Linked DNA regions of Mus musculus: regions 2, 3, 4, 5, 6 and 7 are each linked to region 1. Evidence: chromatin contacts called from public ChIA-PET, Hi-C, HiChIP or PLAC-seq and promoter capture Hi-C data. All regions are on one chromosome and are shown on one strand. Each heading gives the region's core, a stretch centred on a gene start, on an enhancer-like site or on the middle of the called end of the contact. The rest is flanking DNA. Distances are from core to core; before and after follow the strand shown.

Region 1 (2,968 bases), core at 240-2,739:
CCGTGGGTGTCCCATGGAGTGCGCGGAATCCTCCTCAAGACCTCAAGGACCGGTCCCTTAACAGGAACTGGTTCCTAACTAGTCAATCTATCCCTCCCGCCCGGTCGCTATGGCAACCACTGGCCTAACATTCCAGAGTCCGGCGGCAGGCAACTGGCTAACTAGCCAGGGGTGTCCTCTGTGTCTTTAATGTGAAAAGCTGTTGACCAATCGTTGGAGACGTTTCAAAAACCAACAAAAAAAGCTACCAGAATTTTGGGGTTCGGATTGACAATGCTAAGGAGAACCTGTTAGGCAGGGAACTAACTATTAGGGTTTTTGTTTCTGGGGTTCAGTTCCCTTTTCTTGTTTGTTTGTTTGTTTGATTGTTTCGGTTTTGTTTGGTTGTTGGGTTTGTTTGGTTTGTTGTTTTTGTGACTCATCGAAGGAATAAACCCAAGTGTTCCTACCCATCCATCCACACCCTGAGTGTGAGAGCAGAAAGGTCGATGACATAATTCCCCAAGGGCAACCGTGCAGTATTCCAAGAGCCCCTTACCCGTTTCACCGCAGCCACAGTGCCTAGCCACAGCCCGGCTTAAACCCACCAGCGTCTTCTTTAAAATTATGGGATAGTCCCCTGTTAGAAACTGTCTCCCGCTTGTTCCTCAGATCACATCTCCTGCCACCCACGCCTCAAGAAAAAAAAAAAAAATCTCGCACCGACCCAGTTGGTCTTTGGGCATCTCCCATAATACAATATGGCAGCTCCATCCTCTCTTAAACTCTCCCTCCCAGTTCTACCGCGTTTCCATCGCTGAGGTCTCCCCAATGTCATTTCCTCGTAAAACCTGTGTGATCTCAACATCTCCCCCAGAGGTTGCTGTGCGGCTCTGGACTGAACGGCGCGTGCTGAAAAATGAGCGCGCTGGAAGCTCCACGCGCAGGTTCATGCTCACAGCCGAACCCCTGGGAAACAGCAGCGGGCGGGGGAGGGGTGCGGGGGGGGGGACGGGACTACTAGGATGATTGACAGCCTACCGGGGCTGCTGAGCTGCAGGCGTACCGGGAAATTAAGGACGCAATACAGCCAACAGGTGGGACGCAGGCGCAGGAAAGAAGGGGTACGCACGGTCCCCGAGACGTGTCAGGGCTCTGCTGGGTTTCGATACTGGAGCTACCTGATGGAAGCAGCAGGGGCGCCGCCCGGGACGGTCGGTGGCAGTTAGCGCAGACTGCGGGGGGACACCAGGCGGGCTGCTTAAGCCCAGCCTACTTGTCCGGCAGGTGGAGGTGAGCAGCCATAACTTGGGGACCAAAGCAGCCCGGACTTCTTCCTTTGGCCGCTAGAGGGGACTCCTCCAGGTGAGTGTCAGGTCGCCCCTACGCTTCAAGCGAGCTTGGCGACGCAGCCAATTATTTCAGGATGTCCCGCCCATCCCCTCCCGACAACCACTCGCCTGCGCAGAGGCTTCGCCAGCTTGGGACTGGCAGGCAGTGTAACAAATCAAGTCTCCACCTTTGAAAGCAAAACACTGCAGCCCCTTGGAAACTCGGAGCTGGGAAGGGATCCAAGAGGCTGTACCTAGGGGTGGCACGGAGTGTCCGAGTCGCTTCTCCGGAACCTGGGATAGGTGGATCTAGAAGGAACGTCCCGGGTGAGTCACGGTCATGACTGAGGGAAGGGGTACTTGAAATCAGGCTTGCTGTTTTGATCCCCTAGTATAAATATAGTCTCCCTTGTTGTTGCCAGCCTTGTCAGTTTGGGTTCTGTTGCCTCCGATTTTTTTTTTTTTTTTTTTTTTTTGTCTCTTCCATATTTTCAAGGAGGGTGGGCACGGGTTTGCCTTAATGAAGGAGATGCTGGGCGTTACCAGATGAGGAAGTGGAAGGCCAGTACTGCCGGCTCCAGCGTGCAGGAAATAGCCGGTGCGACTGGCAGGTGGATGGAGGGAGCTCTGTGCTTGGTACTGAAACAGAGGTGTGTCTCTCCGAGAATGTCACCCCTCAGTGCTCAAAAGCCCCGGGAAAGAAAAGCTTGGCATGAAACCGACGTTCTTTGGTCAAACTGAATCGTCAGGTGGTGACAAGACCTCCATGCACGCACGCGGGGGGGCGCGCGCGGACACACACACACACCCTTGTTTTTAGTTACAGCCAATTTCATGGCCGCGAGGCTGTTATGCTCGCTGGAAGACTTGCTCGGTGGGGTTAACGGAGTTATTCATTTAGATGAGGCCGGGGGATTCGAGTGGAAGCAAGCACTTTGTGAATTCTCTTGGGTCAGTGACCATAAACTGTGACTGTGATTGTCAACACTGGCTTGGCTGTGTGCCTCTTGGACATATGTCAGCCTTGGACCAACAATAAACCATCACCAGGCCAAAGTGTGAGCCTTATAAGGGAATGCAACTTACAGAGTCCACGGAGGCTTTGGGGTGATGCTACACGGCAGTTCAAGGAGAATCTTCCTCCCTCTGTCTTTGGGTATTCAGAGCTCTGGGGGTTCCCTGGGTAGAGAGGGGAGTTGAAGCTACTGTTTAAAAGCCAGTGACTCAACACACACACACACACACACACACACAGAGGGGTGCGGTGGGGGGAGACAACCTGCTGTCCTCCCTAGCTGGTTCCCAAGGCCTGTTTGCATTTTCTGACATCCTGTGGGTGGGGCTGGGTATATCTGTTTGTGGCCATGGGTTCTGAGTAAGGCATTCTTTTTTTAAACCACAGTGTATCATGGGCATTACATTTGGTCGAGTGGGCATCTATGCAAGTTACCTTGCCAGGCTCTGAGCTAGGTTTCCAGGAACAGCAGAGGACCTGACAGGTGCCTTCAATCCAGGGCCCCCTCAACTCCAGGCTGGAAGCAGCCCTAGGTCTCTCCCAGGTAGAAGGAGCTCTCGAGCACCCCCATATTAACGATGTCAGGACAGAGATACAGACATTTAACACAGAGTTGCTTTCACACACATGCAGTCTAATCCAA
Region 2 (2,968 bases), core at 351-2,850, 960 kb after region 1:
TTAAATGGTCAGATGCCACACAGTGGTGGTGAAAGAAAGATGAAATTTCAAGACCTGTAAGTCATATAAAGTACTCAGAAATTGCTGGTTGTTTGTGAGCCTAGAGGCTGTCTGGGGCTGAGAAAAGAGAAAAACAAACCTGGGTATTCCCCGTAGTTAAAACACTCCTGGGAACATCTTGACCATAAGATAAAGAGGAATGTGAGGACATAACAGGGCTATCTGAACTGAGTCAACAACTCACAGAACTCTGACACCCTGCACGTACATGTAATTTTTCTCCTGATGTTTGAATAAGCCAATAGTGTGTTGCTATGCTGAATTCCACACCCCTAAGCCCCTTACCCCATAAAAACCCCTAGCTTTCCAGCCTCGTGGCCGACATCCGTTATCTCCTGTGTGGGATGCATGTCGGTCCGGAGCTCCGTAATTAAACGACCTCATTTAATTCCATCAAGATGGTCCTTCGTGATTTTTTGGGTGCACACCGAATCGGGAATTGAGTGGGGGTTTCCCCACTAGGTTCTATCAGTGGCTTTGTCGCTGATAGACTATCTGACAGTGATACCCAACAATCAAAAAGGAGCTGAGAAATTCCAGCTATCTATCTTGGCATGTGCCCTACCGGTGTTTAGAAGTAAATGTCTACAATTGTGATACAACTTCCCTGGGATTTAGCACAGTTGCAACTGTGCAGGTTTTTGTAGCCTGGAGCAATAGGCTTTACCAATTCACCTAGGATGTAGTATATTCTGTAGGTGTGTGTACGTACTCACTCTATAATGTTTGTGTAACTCAGTCACCTAAGGACACGTTTCCCAAAGAGTACCCGTTCTTCAGCAACATATAACTGTAATTTCCAGAGGACAACAATAGAGAAATAAAGCATGTATGGGTGTAGTAAGGCAGGTCTGGGCATAATGCCCATTGTGACTGCACAAAGCTGTCCACCCACGAATCCAAAAGATTTGTCCCTGGCAGGTGGGGATTATAGGCTTTGGGAGAACTGGTGAGTCAGGCAAAGCCACGTGCAGAGAAGAAAGTGTATGCCCATTAACTGGATGCCATGGAGACCGGTAGAAAGAGCGACCTTGAGAGCTTTGGTGTCTCCGAGTGCCATCAATCCACCCATCTCATTAACAGACTGAACTATGCTGCACACGTGTGTACGTGTATGAGCGTGTGTGAGACAGAGAACTTTAAAATAGAAGACAGCTATTCCGAAGCACTGGAGGGCATGCCTGAAAGGCGAAAGCAGCCATTTTTGCTGGGGGATGTATCTGGGGGAGCATGAAATGGGACGAGGGTCCAGACTAGATAGGAAAGGCTGAAATGCCAAGATGAGAGGATTCGGAGATCTGCAGCAGGAGTATGGACTATTTCCAGTGCTGAGCAGCAACACTGGCAGACTACCGCTTCCCAGAAGTTTGTTGACACTAAACACGGGAAGCAACTCCTACGGCAGCAACTAAACTTGGGAGGAAAACTCCAGCGGGATGCGCGCACAGACTTCGTGCCCTCCCCCGGAGGGGTGAGGGCGTGGCCCGGGGAGGGGTGTGGCCTCCTGGCCGGTCTGCCGTCCACTCAGAGCCCGCGTCCATTCCGGGCCCCTCTCTAGGCCCGCCTCTCCTGGGCGTGGTGCTCGCCGCGCAGCTGCAAATGATTGCTTCCGGAGGCGGGTCAGCGGAAGTGAGGGACTTCGAGGCCGGGCCGCCCGCTGGGGTAGGAGGGGCTGAGGTGAGTGTGGCGCTGGAGTCCGGGCTAAGCCCGATGCGGGGTCCCACAGGAGACGGGCTCGGTGAGCGCCCTGGGCCGTCGCCGGCGTCTCCGTCCCGGCGCAGGGGAGCACGCGTTCCCTGTTCCCGTGCAAGTTCTCGCGGGAGTCGCCGCTGTCTGCCCCCCTCGGTGAGGGCACTGGTCCCCAGGCGTAGTTGCTGGCCGTGTCACCCAGCGGTTGGGGTCGCCCCAGCCGTTGGAGCGCGGTACGCCCCGGGCCGCGCGGCGTATCTGGGACCTACGCCGGCCTGGAGGCTACTGAGCGGCCCGGCCCGGCCCGCGGGTCCAAGGGCCGCTGGACGCGCGGTAGGAACTTGGCCGACCTTGGCCCGGGCCGGGTCGCCGTCGCGGGGGTGGGGACCCGTCGTTGAGGGCGCAGGGGGCTGCATCTTGCTGGCCACCGGCGCCTCGTGAGACCCTCGCGCGCTCTGCCCGGGTGTCCGCCGGGCACCGCTGGGCTAAAGTTTCTCCCTGGCCCAGGACCTGCCGGGTCGAGGCGCTCTCGGAGCAGAGAGGGTCTGCCGAGAGTGGCCGCACGGGAAGACGCGGGCACGGCCAGCGCAGAAGGAGCTGCGGCAGCGCCGATGTGCGGAGGGAGAGCCGGGGCTGCGGAACCGGCTAGAGCGTCTAGCGGGCACGCGGGGGGCGGGGCCTCGAAGCCAAGTTAGTGTCGCCTACAGCGGTTTCTTAAAAGCAAGCCAAGTGCTTACAGCGGCTGCCGGAGGCCGGGATATGGGCCGTTCGGTTACTTCCATTTCTGTTTTGAGCACCCTCGGAAGGCGATCCAGGCTGCCACGGAGTGAACTGCGAACCCCAGGCTGCCAGGGACAGAGTGATGGATGAGCTGGGTGCTGAGGGACTGAGATAAGCTGGATAAGTTGGGTCCCACAGAGGCAGTGGTATAGACTGGGGCACAGATAGGTGTGTTGGGAGCTGGTAGCCCGGTAGTAGCATGGCCCCAGCAGAAGACTAGGGAGTGAGTATGGTCGCAGATCGTGTACTTGCCAAACTGTATTAGAGCTTGGTCTTAAGAGAGCTGGAAGATGGGGTATATCCTGCTGGCAGGACTGTGGAGTCTAGAAGAGAGTTGAAAGATTTAAACACCAGAGTAATAGAACCGGCAGCTTGTTAAACCCGAGGTTTAGATTCGGTTGGAGTCTTTGGAGATGAAGCAGGACAGGAGAGGGCGTAA
Region 3 (2,968 bases), core at 307-2,806, 820 kb before region 1:
TAACAAGACCTTCATAGCACTGCACCTATGAATACTATGTTACAGGAGAGGAAATTAACTGAGAAGTTCGATGAACATCTGTTAAGGTGGAGTGTTTTTGAAAAGTATGCGTGAAGCAAAATGACAAGTTATGTATTAAGCACAAGACATTTATGACTACCATTGATATCAAAACTTTTAAAATGTTCAGATTTTGTCAACTTTAACCTAAAAAAAAAAAAAAGGTAAAATAGACTCTAGGAAATAAATCCTTCGGATCAAGAGGGGGGATTCAACAACAATGCCACACAGCCAAACCATATTTCTGGATGCAGCAAATATTCTAACGTGACTGGAACCCTTTGACACAAACATTTTTGCAAAAAAAAGAAAATTACAAAATAAAGTCATTTAAATAAGATTTATAAGGACCGCTGGGAGACTCGGGAAGTCAGTACTAGCTTCTCCCTGACTTGTGGCGAACATCTCTAAGCAAAATGTTGAGAGACGGGCTTTTAAAAGAACCAAGGAAAGCTAACGGTTATCTCACAGCTCGGGAGTATCAAGCCTTTAATCACTACGACTGACTCCTGACACATTCTGCTTTTAAAGGGCAAGGGGGGGAAAAATCCCAAACAGGTAACGAGAAAGGACTGAACCTTTCAAGAACCCCTGGGCTTTCGTCTTAAAATTCTGGCCACATGGCTACTACCGTGTAAGAAAAAGAAGCGCTTTTCCAAACTGGAGCGCCTATGACATTCTCAGAATTACCTAGCTCAGGCGCCGCTCGAAACCAAGTGTCACGGCCTCTTAGTAGTCATTTTTTCCTTCAAATCCCGGCTCGAAGCATGCAGGTTGGGGATCGGGCGGGAGGCACCCCCCATACCTCGGCCCCTCGGCTCCGACTCCCGTAAAAGTTTGCTCCCGGCTCAGGTAACCCTGGGACTTGCACCCCGCCCTCGGCTCACCCCACCCCCTCGGGCGCGACCCGGTTATCAACACATCCCACAGGCCGCCGGGCGAGAGGCGGGCCAGGCCTGACCGCAGGCCTCGGGGGCAAGCACCGGGGTCAGGGGGAAACGCCTGAAACCCTTCGCCCGGACCGGGGCCGCGGACAGCGGCGGGCGGAGGCGGGAAAAAGCACCGCGAGACCGGCAGGCCGCACGGAGGACAGCGGACCGAGGGACCGGGGCACCGGAGGGGCTGAGAAGGATGAGCGACAGAGAGAGGAGGCGCCGCGGCGGGACTCAGGCCCGCGGCTGCGCGGCGGGCCGGAGCAGAAGCCGCCCCCGGCCCATCCCCACCCCCACCCTGGGGCCTCGGAGCAAAGACCCAAACTGCAGGCCAGGGCGCCGAGCCTGGACCCGGCCGAGTCCGGTCAGACCGGGACTCCCGGCCCCTCCCCCCCACGGGCCAGCGCGAGACTCACCAGGGCAGAGCTGGGGGCTGGCGGCCTGGCCCGTGAGAAGCAGCGCGAGGCGCTTTGAAAACGACAAGAAATGGCGCGCGCGCCACCCCCTCCCCCCCTCGCATGGACCGAGACGCGATCCCGGCAGCACGCGGGGTTTCCCGGAACTGCTTCCAGGGACTCCGTGCGGCCGACCAATCGGCCCACGAGACCGTATGACGGGCAGCTTGACGGGCCAATAAGAGAGAGGGGAAAGCGGCCCTCACGTCGGGGACTCCGAGGACCAATCGGTGTGGCCGTCGGGCTGAGCCAATGAGGGGTCTCAGCGCCACTGGCTGCGGCGCCTCCGGGGCGGGGGCATGCACACAAAGGGGTCTGTTGGTGGGAGCCCCTGGTAGTGGCGAGGCTGCGGGGCAGCGGGCCTTGCGTGGCCGAAGCTCCTCCCTCTTCTTCTACCACCGTTAAGAGGTTGAAAAATCTAGGCCTCCCGCCGCGTGGCCACCTCCGGAGCCCCGCCCCCTCGGGTCCCGGCGGCCACGCTCCGCAATGGCGCTGCTACCCCGCGCCGGAGTCCCTTATCTCCAATCCTCCCTCCCGCCGTTCTGAGCGTTAGGTCCCGAGCACACCCCATTCGCCACACGCTGGGCTCCATCAATAGATCATCTTGGCTCTAGTCAAAACACAACTTCAGGGTGACTTGACTCGTGTCGCTGGAGATTTCTCTGTAGAAAAGCATCCCTTAGAATGACTGGAGAAACTGCCTGTTTCCCTCCTTGGCTCTTCTCCTCACAGAATAACGTGGATCTGACTCAAGAGTGACGCTAACAGAAAGCAGGGACCCTTCGGAGTTTGGAGACTAGAGTAGGTAGGGTCACTGGATCAACGACTGAAAGCCAGGCAAGCGGGCAAAGGGTTCATTTCCAAGAAACTAATACCTGTTATTCATAAACCTCTCACCTGTCACTCCTGTCCCAACACTACCTCAGTGAAGAAGGTCAAGGGATCTGCTTCCAAACATATCTGGAGATCATGTTTCTCAAATCCTATAAACCAAAGTTTATTGTTAGTCTACCCATGCGTTTTTGAACGGACATGTGCAAAAGTGCACTTGATACGAACTTGATGGCCAATGTAGTAGTGCTGGGAGGTGGGGCCGGTAGTGGGAGGTGTTTCGGGCACTAGGACTCCACCCTCAAAGCATTAAAGCCGACTGATAGGCCTCCAGGCTGTGAGTTTGATGCCTGACTCTAGATCTTCTCTGCATCTTTTGCGCTTCCAGCGTAGGGAGACGGCCCTTATCCCCGCGTGCTCTCAATGTTGGACTTCCCTGCTTCCAGAACTGTAAATTGTAAAGCCTGTCCTAGGGGCTGGAGAGACGGCTCAAATGCAAGTTTAAAATCCTGACTGTGGCCCGGCAGTGGTGGCGCATGCCTTTAATCCCAGCACTCGGGAGGCAGTCAGGCGGATTTCTGAGTTCCAGGCCAGCCTGGTCTACAGAGTGAGTTCCAGGACAGCCAGGGCTATACAGAGAAACCCTGTCTCGAAACCCCGCCCCCCCACAAAAAAAAAACCTGACTGTGA
Region 4 (2,968 bases), core at 134-2,633, 790 kb before region 1:
GAATGAGCACCAAAGCAGGTAACTAACCGTGTGGTTTTCCTTAACAACAAACAAGGCTGTATCGAAAAGACCTAAGCCGTTCTGACAGTTTCAAAACCCCTAAGAGGTAAGACAAGATAAAAGTCCTCACTCACCCAGTGAGACAACATTTCCGTAATTCTCCTGCATCACATCCCTGTAAAGATCTCTCTGTGTAGGATCCAGAGGTCTCCATTCTTCCCGAGTGAGGTACATGGCCATATCTTCAAATGTCACAGGGGCCTGAAATCACACAACGCTTCCTCACTACTTGGTATCTAGGAGTTTAGAACCAGCTTTTCTTCTTGAAATTAGAGACATGGTTAGAAATGTCGAGAAGGCAGTGGCATTAAGTCTCATCTGTAGAGTCCGAAGGAAAAAAAAAATAATAAAGAAAGAAGAAAAAAAGACATGTGGTCAAAAGACAGGGGCAATCTACTAGCTTCCCGCTCAGGCCGTCCCTGCCCACTTTGGACCCTTACATACAAGGCTCTCCTTTTCTTAGACCAGTGAAATTCTCGTCTTTATGGCCCAGTTCTAGAGCCAACTGCTGTTCTGTTTCTCCCCACCCTTTATCACTCTTCGCTCCATCCTTGGACACCACATCTAGAATTAACCACTCCTCGACTTACTATTTCCCACACCACAATACGTCCTTGCTCAGGCCAACAGAATACTTACCATATCGCATCCAGGTTAACCGGACACACCGTTCTCCCTACAGATTGTTGGCAAGAAGGGTACCACCCATCTTGTTTGGTTTTATTCTCCTCAGTATTTAGTCTTACAGTGGGTGTTCTATATATGCTTGTATATGGTTATATTAGCCAACTCGAAGCCCGTATACTAAGCAGAATAGCAAAATGAGCTTATCCCAGGGAATTTCCTATAGGGGTTTGCAGACGGGGAAACACCGGGCAAGATGGGTAAGCAGAGCCCTCGGGGCTTACCTGAGTCCCAGACATGAGCAGGGTGGCTGCCATCTCGGGCTCAAGCGTTCGTCTCCTGGGAGAGAGAGAGCAGGAAAACCAGCTAGCAGACAACGTTGAAGGAGGCGAAAAGCAGGACGTGAGGCGCGGCAAGAGGCCCTGCCCACTACTCCCTAGGGCTGGAGTTCTGGTCGCAGGGTATGAGGGGAAGGCCCAGGACTGGTCACTCTCCTCTCTGACTCCCGAAGAGTCACCCACTCTCCGTGTCTCGGTTAATATCGAGTACGTGCAACGTTAGGGTAGGAGAGGGCAGGCACTGGCTGGGTGCCCCCTAGGCTGGGGGGTCAGGCCGATGCAATTCAAGGGAGGAGGCTTTCAACCCAGCCCATAGAACGCCTCTGCTCTGCCATCTCCGGGCTGGGACCTTTCCGGCAGCAATCCCAGCCAATCAGCGAAAAGAAATCGTAAAATATCTGACCAATCAGAAGCCAAACCATCAGCCCTCCTCCTGCGGCGTGGCCGGGTAGCTCCATCACGCGTGCGCGCACCTCGCGGCCTGACGGGACTTGGAGTTTCACTCTGGCGTACAAAGGCCACTTAGCAGCCAAGAGCAGGGGAGGGAAAAGAACAAAAGGGAAGAGACAGGACCGCGACCTTCAAGACCAGTGAGAATACCCCCACACATACTTTTTTCTCGGAAACCACAGCACGACTCAGCAAAGGAAGCGTCTGTGTTTTTTTTTTTTTCTCATGGCCCTACGACCATCTTTGAGTCATATATTATCCGCGAGGTTAGATTGAGTGTGGAAGCTCGGGCTGACCTCAGCTGAGATCACCCCTCATTTGACAGCCCAGGCCAGAGCGGGAAAAGGCTTCTTTTCCCTCCCTTGGGAGACTCCCTGGCCGGGATGGAACTTTGGGCCCCGCCCACGGACTCCCAACACCGCCTGAAGCTCTCGCTTTCTGGATACTGAGAACTACAACTCCCAGTAGGCCTTCCGGCAGTCACAACCCACCCCAGACTACATATCCCACGAGGCCTCGCGTCCCCTGTCCGGTGCTGGAGTGCTGTCCGCGGCCCGGCCCAGGGTGTTCCAACGTTAACCCTGTAGGGAGCGTCTCGAGCTCTTTTATAGAGACGGAGCTCAAGTGCACCCATCTAAGTCGCCAAAACATTGAAATCAGAAGCGGGGGGGTGGGGTAGGGTGTGTAGGGAAATAGCTGGCCCTGGAGTGGGAGACTCAGGGACTTGGTACTCTTGAGGGTGTCTCTGCTGAAAGGAATCTTGGAGACCTCCCAACATCATGAAAACCTTAGGCCTGCGACAACCTGGAGTCCTAAGGATGCTAGTAGTCTCTGTTTCAAAGAAATCACAAAACCAGATTAGGACAGAACGGACAGGCTTACCTCCTGGTCTGTGGTCGCTGGCTCCTCAGAGATCTAAAGAGGCCTGACGTTCAGAAAGGTTCTAGATATCACCAGCAGATTCCAGAGATCTCAGGGCCATGAATAGAAATCCGAATCCATGGATTAACAGGCAAAGGGCAGGGTTTGGTTGTAGGATGAGCACAAAGCTTCAAGACTGCAGAGACTGTTCTATAGCTCCGGGAAACAACAATCTCATAAACAGATCTCCGAGGCCACAACAGCTGGCCAAGAAACATCAGCGTTGGCTATGCTGCATTCACTCAGAATCCTCCAAATGGAAGGACTTGTAGCCTTTCCTTTCCCTAGCGGGGATGAAGGAATTAGACAATGGAAGGCGAGGGCTAAGCAAAACAGGGATTCTGTGTGGGGAAGAGCTCCCAGCTTGCTGTAGCCTTGGAGAGGGAAGTGATGGAAAAAGAATATAGCAGCTTATTAGGGACTCCCACCCTCTTCAAGTTATAAATATCCCCAAACCTTGGCTTGATGCCCAGACGCCTGTTGTCTCTGACTGAACGGGAGACTTCTCTGCCTAGGCTGGGAAAAGGGACTTTTCTTTTGTTTTACAGATACATCCACACACACTGAAGGACTTG
Region 5 (2,968 bases), core at 128-2,627, 640 kb after region 1:
ACCAAATGTCTACTATGTGCTCGATTCTATTTTATAGAAATAATAACAACTAAGCAAGAAAATTGTGTAAGACATACACTAAAATGCTTCTGCCAGTAGTCAGGAGCCACCAGTGATTTGCTTCCTATGGCTACTTTCCCACACTTCCCCGGTTTTGCTATTTATTTATTTATTTATTTATTTATTATTTGTTTGTTTATATAAATTGTTGGTACATGTTACAGCCTTGGCGGTCTTCACTTCGTAGACCAAGCTGGCCTCGAGCTCAGCGATCCACATGCCTCTGCAGTGCTGGGATCAAAGTGGTGCGCCACCAACAACGCCCGGTAGTCTTTGCCGCTTAAAAACCAAAACCAAACTTATTTAGGAACTGTGTTTGTGTGGGCGTGCGTGTGGGAGGTCAGGCGGCAACTTGTAGGAGTTCCTTCTATCCGCCCACCACGTGGATTCCCGGGTTCGAACTCGGTCCTCAGACTTGGCAGCAAACGCGTTTCCCCGCTGAGCATCTCACTTGTCTTTTTGCCGTTCCGCCCTCACCGGTAAGCTACAGAGCTAGTGGGCGGAAAGAGCAAACGACCGCCTCACGCAGCCTCTGAGGCCGGGGAGGAGCCCGCGGAACCCTCAGCCTGCGCAAACCTGCGGACGTGGAGCCCGGCCACGCCGCCGCACACGCCCCCGGCAGCCCCGCGCGGCGTCGCGCGCACCCGAGGGGCCGCCCCTCTCTGGTGACGCGAACCAGGGGCGGACCCGCACAGGCCCCGCCCCACCACCTCCGATTGGTCGGCGCGCTGTCACCACGTCGCGGGAAGCTGGCAGGGTGTGTGTGAGTGTGTGTGTATGTGTGTGTGGTTTGCTTTGTCATTCGTGGCCCGGCTGACGCGGCCGGTATGGCTGCGTGCTCGGCTGCCCGCAGAAGGGGCCGCGGCGGCGCTCCCGGGACGCCCTCTTACATAAGGACGCGGCTGACTGAAGCACATGTCAGCGCAAGGTCCCCACACGCAGCGCACCACGCCGTTCGGTTCTCACACGCCAGGCGGGAGCCCGCGGCGCCGCGCCACACGGTGTACGCCGACGTGGGCCTCCCCACGGCGAGACGCAGCCCAATAACCGCGAAGCGTACCTTCGCAACAAGGCATAATATAGGATGTTATATTTATAGGGCCTATTTATAAGCCTCTATTTAACTCTTTTCTGATAGGCCCGGCCACGCGTCTAGGCCTTATCCTGATTGGTGTGTCCTTCTGTCCTTCAAAAAGGCGGGCTTAAGGGTCCGTGTTGCCTCAGCGGGCACCGGGATTGGCCGTGCGCGGCGCGGCGGCGCCTTCGATTGGCTATGCGGGCCGTCCGTCGCGGCAAAGGAGGCGGGGCGGGCGGCTGGCTGGTGCGGGGCGGGCGGGCCCCGGAATTGTCATTTCTTTGTTTCCGAAGGCGGAGGAGGCTCGGCGCCCCCCTCCTGGCCCCCTCCCCCCCGGTGCTGGCTCCATGTCTGTGTGACCGGCCGCAGGGGTAGGATTCAGGCCCGACGCGGGGCGGGCGGGCGACGGCGGCTGAGGTGAGAGGCGGCGGCGGCGGCGCGGCTCGGGCACCGGCCCCCCAGCGGGAGGATGAAGCGGCGGAACGCCGACTGCAGTAAGCTCCGCCGCCCCCTGAAGCGGAACCGGATCACCGAGGGTATCTACGGCAGGTGAGCGGCGGTGCCGGGCGTGGGCCAGCGGGTCCCGGGCGCCGCTCGGAAGGGGCCCGGCCCCGTTATGTAACCCCCCGACTAGGCCGCATGCCCGCGCCGGGGGCTCTCCTGAGGCGCGCCGCCCGCGGAGCGCCGGGCCAGCCAGCCAGCCGAGGGTCCGCCCCGGGCCACGGGGTGTGGCGAGGGCCAGGCGGAGGGCGCGGCGGGCGCGGGCGGGAGCCACGGGGCCGCCGTTGGCGGTGGTGTGTCGGGGGGAGGGGCGGCACCCCCGCGGCCCGGAGCCCAGAAGCCCGGGGGTCCCCAGCAGGCTGTGCGCTCGGTCCCCTACCGAGCCCGGGTCACGCTGGGCTCGGGGGTTGGCTGCCCGAGGCTCGTGGACGCGTGCGGCCGGGCGAGCGAGCCGCCAAAGTTAGGAGCTGCCAGGGGCGCGGGACCCTCGGGCTCGGGGCGGGGCCACGCCGGCTACTCTTCTGCGCTCTGCTGCCTCACGGGGTCCCCACCTTGGCTCGGAGCGCCCAAGGCTGATACCCCCAGATCGTGCCGGTGACACCGCTCCAGACCGCGGCTTTTCTCAGTTCCTCAGCAAACATTCTGACAATTGCAAGCAGATATTTTGCAGGGATTCTCGCCCAACTCAGGTTTGGGGATTTTTTTTTTTTTTTTAAATCCTCTGTTCATGAAGGAAAGTGGTGTCCCTTTAAATAGAAATTGAATCCACTTCTCCTGGACAGAAGGACAACAGGTTCATGGGGCATTTCGGTGACTGTCACAGCTTCCCCAAGCCCAATTTGTGTGCGGAGGTTATTTTCTGGAAATGCCTATTTCCGAGGCGAAGTAATTAGTTTACGACAGAGAGTGCTCAGCATGCGGTTGAAGGCTTTACTTGAGTCCTCTTGGCGCCTTACGGTTTAGGTCTTGCTGTGAATCTTGGAGAAAAATACAGGCGGTAGCTGATGACATCCAAGTTGTAGCATAGCTGTACACCTTACACATGCGGTTGTTTACACGTGTGAAGTGGCTGCCCTCCACAGGCAGGTGACTTACCTAACCATGAAGGGGGATTCTTCAAGTTTAAAAGGAGTAAGAAGTCAAAATCCTAGGCTAGATGATACGTAAGGAGCCACGGATCGCATCCATTCATTCAACAAACGTGAATACTATTTGCTCAACAGTGTTGGAGTCAGTCAGGACACAGCTGTTAGCAAAACCGATGAACATGGTTGTTGAATCAGATGTGACAATAAGTAAAACTGAAAAAGCAAACCCAAAATTTTCTGGCAG
Region 6 (2,968 bases), core at 231-2,730, 580 kb after region 1:
TAAGAGCAGTTAAAAAATATGAATAGACATTTAAAAGTTTTCATTAAGATCTGCATTTGGGTTTGGTGGTGGTGGTGGTGGTAGTGTGGGCCTTTAATCCTGGCCCTTGAGAAGCAGAGGCAGGCAGATCTCTGAGATCAAGGCCAGCCAGCCTGGCCTAGAGAACAAATTTCAGGAAAACTAAGGCTACACAGAGAAACCATGTTGGGAAAAAACAAAAACAAAAGCAAAAGACCTGGAGAGATGGCTCAGAGGTCAGAGGTAGAATGTCAACTTAGCATGGGGAGGTCCAGAATAGCAACTAAAGAAATAAATGCCTACATGCACACACATGTGCACACACGCGCGCTCACACACACACACACACACACACACACACACACACAGGGCTGGGGGAGCACTGCCTGACCTTGAGACATTAACCAGTCTTTAGCCAGTCACAATAAACCTTTAATCTCTAGGGCTAAGAAATGTGTCCATTTAAAAATAGGTCCTGGAGTTGCTGGAAAGATGACGCGATGATTCAGAGTGCAGGCTGTTCTCTCGACGACCCAGGTTCAGTTCTCTACACCCACACGGTAGCTCACAACAGCTGTAATTCCAGTTCCAGGCACCTCTTCTGGCCTCTGCCAGCACAGTGCACAGTGGCGCACAGATGTGCATGCAAGCAAAATACTCATCATGTAAAACATGTAAAAGTTAAATAGGTTATGGGTCTAGAACCTGGACTGAGTGGTAGAGCCCTGGGTTCAGGCACAGTCGGGGGGGCGGGGGAGGAGGGAAGGGGGGTTGTGTGGAGGGGGTATTGTATAGTTTCAAATACTAATCAGCTAATTCCCCCTCTCAACAAAAGCTACATAGATTTCATGCTGGGGACCGGAGAGATGATCCCTCCTGCAAGGCAGTGAGCCACCCAACCACCTTCTGTGCCACAGGCTCCTGACTACCTGCCACCCACGTGAACATGAGATGACAGCAGGGCCATGCCAGCCCTCTTAAAGTCACCATCGGGCCGGAAAAATGGCTCAGCAGGTAAAGCAGGTACTTGCTGCTAAGTCAAATAACCTGAGTTTGATTCCTGGGACCCATATGACGAAAGGAAAAGAAGGACCACTCTTGGAGGGTGGGTGATCTGTCTGATCTCTACACAATGACAAGAAGAATACATTTTAAAAAGTGTAACAACAACAACAAAACCAAACAGTACAGGTGGACTGTTGCCTCCCTTCCTTGGTCCCATCCCAGAAGACAGGCTCCACTCTAGCATTTCTCACAGTGACAAGGGAGTCCGGGTAACCCACAGACTTGTCGGCGCGGTGGGCGTGGCCCATAGGCTGCACCCCAGGGATCCGCCCTTCGCTCTCGATCCGCATGCGCACTGACTCGGGGGCGGACCGGCACATCGACATCCGGGAGTCTGATTGCCTGTGGCTGTTTTGTTTTCTTGCAGAACTGGAGTAAACCGAGGCTACCAAACGCGCCGCGACTCCCAACTCCGGACTTGGACGTGAGTGCGGACGGGAGGGCGGAGCAGCGGGCCGGGCTCGAACTCGCGGCAGTGGCCGTGCCCCAGCTCCTGGACGCCGCCGCCGCCGGGGCTGAGATCCCGCGACCTGCGGGGCCGCTTCCTGTGGCGGGGACTCTTCCCCAGAACTGTGGAGCTGGGCACGCTCATCCGACGGTGGCGCGTCGGGGTTCGGCCCACGCGTAACCGCGCCCTGTTCCTCCAGTCTGCAGGGCGGGTCTGCCTTTGAAAATGTCAAAGAATTGTGCAACGAAAAATGGACTCGGGTGGGCCATTGGGGGAACCGACAATTACACATAGTGGGTTGCTTTTCTTTCCAATCATTAGATAAAAACGAGTGTATTTTCAGACCCGAACTCATCACAAAAGTCTATCAGTTTTTCCCTTTAGCTTGTTTAGAGGCGGCTAAAACTGAAATCGCCTTCCTTAGGGAGTCATGTGAGATCTGGGGTGTTCACTGTGAGCGAGTTGTATTTAATTCAGGTTTTATCTGTGAAATTAAGATGAGTTACGTTTCTCCGGCTGGGTCTGCACAGCTGAACTTGAAGGAGGAGGGTTTTATGGGATTTAAGACAATTTCGGCTGACCGTGGTAATTTGACTGCACGTTCTTTATTTAAGTCTGAATTCGTTTCAGGCCTGCCCTTTTTTGTGGGGAATGTACAAACAGCATCAGTAGCAGAGTTAGGGATAGTAAGATGAGTGCCCTTTACAAAGTAATGACATCCGAAGGCAGGCTTGGTGAAGGGACAAATAGTGGAGAAAAAACGAAATAGAAATAAAGCCCGAAGTTGAGCCGTTCTCTTCTTAATCTGGGCATGAAAGACACAGATGTAGGATAAAATGTGCAGATTCCTAGAGGAAGTATTTTCCATCCAAGTTTACATTTTTACCTTAAAACCAAAGTCTATCATGTCCTTATTATTAAAATCAAATAGGAACCTTTAGTAGGGAGCTTAAGGTTTAGAAAGCAGCTGTGGAGGGCTAAGCATCATTGCCCTCACTTAAAGAACTAGTGGACTTGAAATAATAAAATGTGACATCTTTGAGGAGATGTCATTTTTGTGACAGTACATTTTTGTTTAAGGTTAAGGTAATCACCTTCATTCATATTATGTAAATATGCTAAGACCATCCTGATTTTGTTTTGTTTTCTTGTCTTAATTTGTATTTATTTATGAGTGCTGTGCTGCCTGTACATCCGCAGGCCAGAAGAGGGCGCCAGATCCCCCTATAGATGGTTATGAACCACCATGTGGTTGCTGGGACCTCTGAAAGAGCAGTCAGTGCTCTTAACTGCAGAGCCATGTCATCAGCCCCTTGTTTAGTCTTTTTAGGACAGACTGGCCTGAAACTCACTGTGTAGCTCTGGCTGGCCCTCTGACTGAGCCCAGTCCTCCTGTCTCAGCCCGCCAAATGCTAGGATTGCAGGCTGAGGCAGCCA
Region 7 (2,968 bases), core at 151-2,650, 560 kb after region 1:
AAACACTTTATTCAAGACAGGGGCTGGACTGGGCACTTTAATCCCAGCACTTGGTAGTAGGCAGAGGCAGGAGGATTTCTGAGTTTGAGGCCAGCCTGGTCTGGTCTACAGAGTGAGTTCCAGGACAGCCAGGACTATACAGAGAAAAACCCTGTCTCAAAAAAAAAAGACAGGAGCTGGAGAGATAGCTCAGCAGGTAAGAGCACTGACTGCTCTTCCAAAGGTCCCAAGTTCAAATCCCAGCAACCATATGGTGGCTCACAACCACCTGTAATGGGATCTCACACTGTCTTCTAGTATGTCTGAAGACAGCTACAGAGTAATTTTTGTAATAAATAAATCTTTGGGCCGGAGAGAGCAGGGGTGACCAGAGCAAGCAGAGGTCCTAAATTCAATCCCCAAATACCACATAAAGGCTCACAACCATCTGTACAGCTACAGTGTACTCACATACATAAAATAAATAAATCTTTAAAAAAAAAAGAGATCAAGACAAAAACAAGTCAAGCAGGCTGAAAATCTTGGCAGGTGCTAGAAGGGAGACAGTAAGAAGATATAGCATGCCTTTTGAATTATAGTCCAAGAAAACAAGCAGGTTCAGAAAAAGGGTCAGATGACCAAGCAGTCACATAAAGAAGTGAGAGGGAGCTAGCTTCTGGGAAAGAATGCTAATGTTGAGAGTGACTCGCCAGCCATGCTTACGATTTGAGTAGACATCCAAACAAGAGATGGGAAATAAGTTATACTTTTTTGAGTCTGAACTCGGAGAAAAGGGAAAGTGTGTGCTCGCTGTTTTTAAGGTGAGAAAGGTCTGATTACTATTTCTAACCAATTATTTCCCTAGATGAAAAACGAAGAATCATGGAACAAGAGGAAAAACCTAAGGTACACCCGGTAATGTGGGTGTGGCCGGGTGGAGCAGGCGGGTGGGGCTTTTGACGTGTGTCAAAGCGATCTCAACCCGAGTCCAGACCCACCGGCGGGCGGAGATCTGGTCCCGGGGACGCCGGGTCCGGAGATCTGGTGCGTGGTGCGCCTTCCTCCTCCTGCTCCTCCAGCCCTACTGCCAGCCTGGCCCGCAGCCCCGCCACTCACCCGCTTCAGATGCAGCTCACGGAACTTGCGTAGTCTCTGCTCCCGCTTCTGCGCCGCCAGCTCCTCGGCCGCCAAGGGCCTGGCTTCCGCGCCATCCGCGGGGACCTGCGATCATAACCGGCTTCAGGCTCGGCGTCTGCCAGGGGCCACGGCCCAGGCCTGGGCCCGGCACCCTGGTCTCCCCGGGAGCCGCACCCGGATCCCACCCATGTCCTCAGCCCCGGCGTCTCCCGGACTGACACCTACGCGAAGCCGGTGATACTCACCACAACTTCAGTCACAGCCGCCATTACAGCCTTCTCTCTACTTCCGTCAACAACGCTGAGCACTTCCGGCGGCCTCTGGCCCGCGGCCCAGACTCAAGCCTTCCCGATGGCGTCAGTTTCTTCCGGCCTCTCACGCTCCTTTTAGTGGGAGGGACTGACGCGTGGTATGGCTATGCGCAGGCGCAAACGGGGCGGGGCGGGGGCGGGGCCCGGGAGGGACGACAAGGATGAGGAAGTGCTCCGAACCTGTCACCACATAGAATGGGACGCCTGGTTGGGGACTGCGTATCCTGTCACCAGCTCTAAAGAACCTTGTCTCTCTTGAATTTAATCCGCATTAAGTCCCTTCCATAGAGTAGATAATTTGCTGATGTTACTAACTGTAGAAGAGCAGGGCGGGCCCCATATCGTTCACTCTCACATTCCAGCACCAGAGCAACTACTAAGGTCACTAAGATAATTCGGGAATAAGACAGGGATATATGAAACGTGTACCTTTCAAAATCGACGACTAATTAATTTTAGAAATGAAAAAGCCATCCCACGTGTAAAAATAGCTGGGTACAAATCGGCTGTGGTGGCATTCTCCTAGCGTCTCAGCCGGTGGAGGCAGGAGAATATCAAGTATGAGGCTTGCCAAGGCTACACAGTGACTTCTAGGCTAGCCAGTGCTATAAGACATGGGATATCTAAAAGCTTAAGCACTGGCAAGAAAAAAATGTAAACTGTGGGCAATTCTCTTTTGAGTCCCCCTCCCCTGTAGGAAGCTACTTCTCAAGCTTAATAAAACTTGGCTTGCGCCTGGCAGTGGTGGCACACACCTTTAATCCCAGCACTTGGGAGGCAGAGGCAGGCGGATTTCTGAGTTCGAGGCCAGCCTGGTCTACAAAGTGAGTTTCAGGGCAGCCAGCCAGGGCTACACAGAGAAACCCTGTCTCGAAAAACCAAAAAAAAGAAAGAAAAAGAAAGGAAGGAAGGAAGGAAGAAAGAAAGGAAGGAAAAGAAAAGAAAAATCCTGTCTCTGGATTAAAAGAAATGAGTGAGTTACTTGGCTGGAAGAAGTGAGGCAGGTGAGTTGAGTCTAACTAGCACACAAAATCCCCACAAATCAAATGGAAGGCAATACATACCTCTAAATGAGGAAGTTACAGCCGGCCTATTTCTTTTTTTATGTATGGGGTTTTAGCCTGCATCCATATATGCACCACCTGCATGCCTGGTGCCGACGGAGGTCAGACTAGAGTTATGGTGGTCCTGAGCCACCATGTGGGTTCTGGGATGGAAACATCTTTCCACTACAGCCAGTGCTCTTACCTACTGAGCCATCTCTCCAGTCTGTGCATTTCAGTGTAGCAGCCAGGCTTTGAATCTACTGGGACTAGTTTCAGGCAGTTGATAAAATGTGTGCCAGGAACCAAACTCGGTGCCTCTTACAAGAGCAGCCCACACTCAACCACTGAGCCATCTCCATCCTGTGATTATCTTCTCATGTCAGAGATGTTTCATTTCTATAATTGCAATTTTATATGTAAACTAGCATATACTCAATATGCCTTGACAAATCTGTCACCACCTTCAGTTGCTGTCACTGTCGTCCTCTGAATCAC

The links. Promoter capture Hi-C pulls out the DNA fragments that hold promoters and counts their contacts. Hi-C and Micro-C count contacts between places; a contact is called where the count stands out from the background. ChIA-PET counts read pairs in DNA pulled down with a chosen protein or histone mark. HiChIP or PLAC-seq counts read pairs in DNA pulled down with a chosen protein or histone mark. Capture Hi-C pulls out chosen DNA fragments and counts their contacts.
Region 2: a contact with region 1 is called in a promoter capture Hi-C map of pre-B cells, with 2.1 times the contacts expected there. The contact joins the promoter of Mtfr1l here to the promoter of Nipal3 in region 1. A contact is called at or near these places in 3 of 39 promoter capture datasets (cranial neural crest, liver and pre-B cells) and 2 of 9 other capture datasets (adipose tissue and liver).
Region 3: a contact with region 1 is called in a FOXA1 HiChIP or PLAC-seq map of pancreatic cancer cells. The contact joins the promoter of Hnrnpr here to the promoter of Nipal3 in region 1. A contact is called at or near these places in 2 of 115 datasets of contacts at active chromatin or transcription factors (bone marrow-derived macrophages and pancreatic cancer cells).
Region 4: a contact with region 1 is called in an RNA polymerase II ChIA-PET map of memory CD8 T cells, with 8 read pairs. The contact joins the promoter of Zfp46 here to the promoter of Nipal3 in region 1.
Region 5: a promoter capture Hi-C map of pre-B cells shows a contact between it and region 1, with 2.7 times the contacts expected there. The contact joins the promoter of Maco1 here to the promoter of Nipal3 in region 1. A contact is called at or near these places in 2 of 39 promoter capture datasets (hippocampal neurons and pre-B cells) and 1 of 115 datasets of contacts at active chromatin or transcription factors (memory CD8 T cells).
Region 6: a contact with region 1 is called in a promoter capture Hi-C map of adipose tissue. The contact joins the promoter of Tmem50a here to the promoter of Nipal3 in region 1. A contact is called at or near these places in 2 of 39 promoter capture datasets (hippocampal neurons and neural stem cells), 1 of 484 Hi-C or Micro-C datasets (forebrain), 6 of 115 datasets of contacts at active chromatin or transcription factors (acute myeloid leukemia, embryonic stem cells, large pre-B cells and 3 more) and 2 of 9 other capture datasets (adipose tissue and embryonic stem cells).
Region 7: a Hi-C map of regulatory T cells shows a contact between it and region 1, with 4 times the contacts expected there. The contact joins the promoter of Syf2 here to the promoter of Nipal3 in region 1. A contact is called at or near these places in 3 of 39 promoter capture datasets (hippocampal neurons, neural stem cells and pre-B cells), 1 of 15 datasets of contacts at CTCF or cohesin (embryonic stem cells), 3 of 484 Hi-C or Micro-C datasets (cerebellum, forebrain and regulatory T cells), 6 of 115 datasets of contacts at active chromatin or transcription factors (acute myeloid leukemia, astrocytes, embryonic stem cells and 3 more) and 1 of 9 other capture datasets (embryonic stem cells).

What each region holds. Positions count from the first base shown.
Region 1 is chr4:135,493,099-135,496,066 of GRCm38.p6, reverse strand. Nipal3 (NIPA-like domain containing 3) reads left to right here and starts at 1,489. Exons shown (of 12, transcript NM_028995.4): 1 at 1,489-1,637. Stpg1 (sperm tail PG rich repeat containing 1) reads right to left here and starts at 80. Exons shown (of 9, transcript NM_030189.3): 1 at 1-80.
Region 2 is chr4:134,534,019-134,536,986 of GRCm38.p6, reverse strand. It overlaps Mtfr1l (mitochondrial fission regulator 1-like), which reads left to right and starts at 1,600. Exons shown (of 7, transcript NM_029759.4): 1 at 1,600-1,737.
Region 3 is chr4:136,309,530-136,312,497 of GRCm38.p6, reverse strand. Hnrnpr (heterogeneous nuclear ribonucleoprotein R) reads right to left here and starts at 1,556. Exons shown (of 11, transcript NM_001277121.1): 1 at 1,409-1,556.
Region 4 is chr4:136,284,482-136,287,449 of GRCm38.p6, reverse strand. Zfp46 (zinc finger protein 46) reads right to left here and starts at 1,383. Exons shown (of 3, transcript NM_009557.4): 1 at 969-1,383; 2 at 135-378. The coding sequence starts at 240.
Region 5 is chr4:134,851,754-134,854,721 of GRCm38.p6, reverse strand. Maco1 (macoilin 1) reads left to right here and starts at 1,377. Exons shown (of 11, transcript NM_025382.6): 1 at 1,377-1,684. The coding sequence starts at 1,605.
Region 6 is chr4:134,913,428-134,916,395 of GRCm38.p6, reverse strand. Tmem50a (transmembrane protein 50A) reads left to right here and starts at 1,480. Exons shown (of 7, transcript NM_027935.2): 1 at 1,480-1,507.
Region 7 is chr4:134,929,412-134,932,379 of GRCm38.p6, reverse strand. It overlaps Syf2 (SYF2 homolog, RNA splicing factor (S. cerevisiae)), which reads right to left and starts at 1,400. Exons shown (of 7, transcript NM_026780.3): 1 at 1,362-1,400; 2 at 1,096-1,200. The coding sequence starts at 1,385.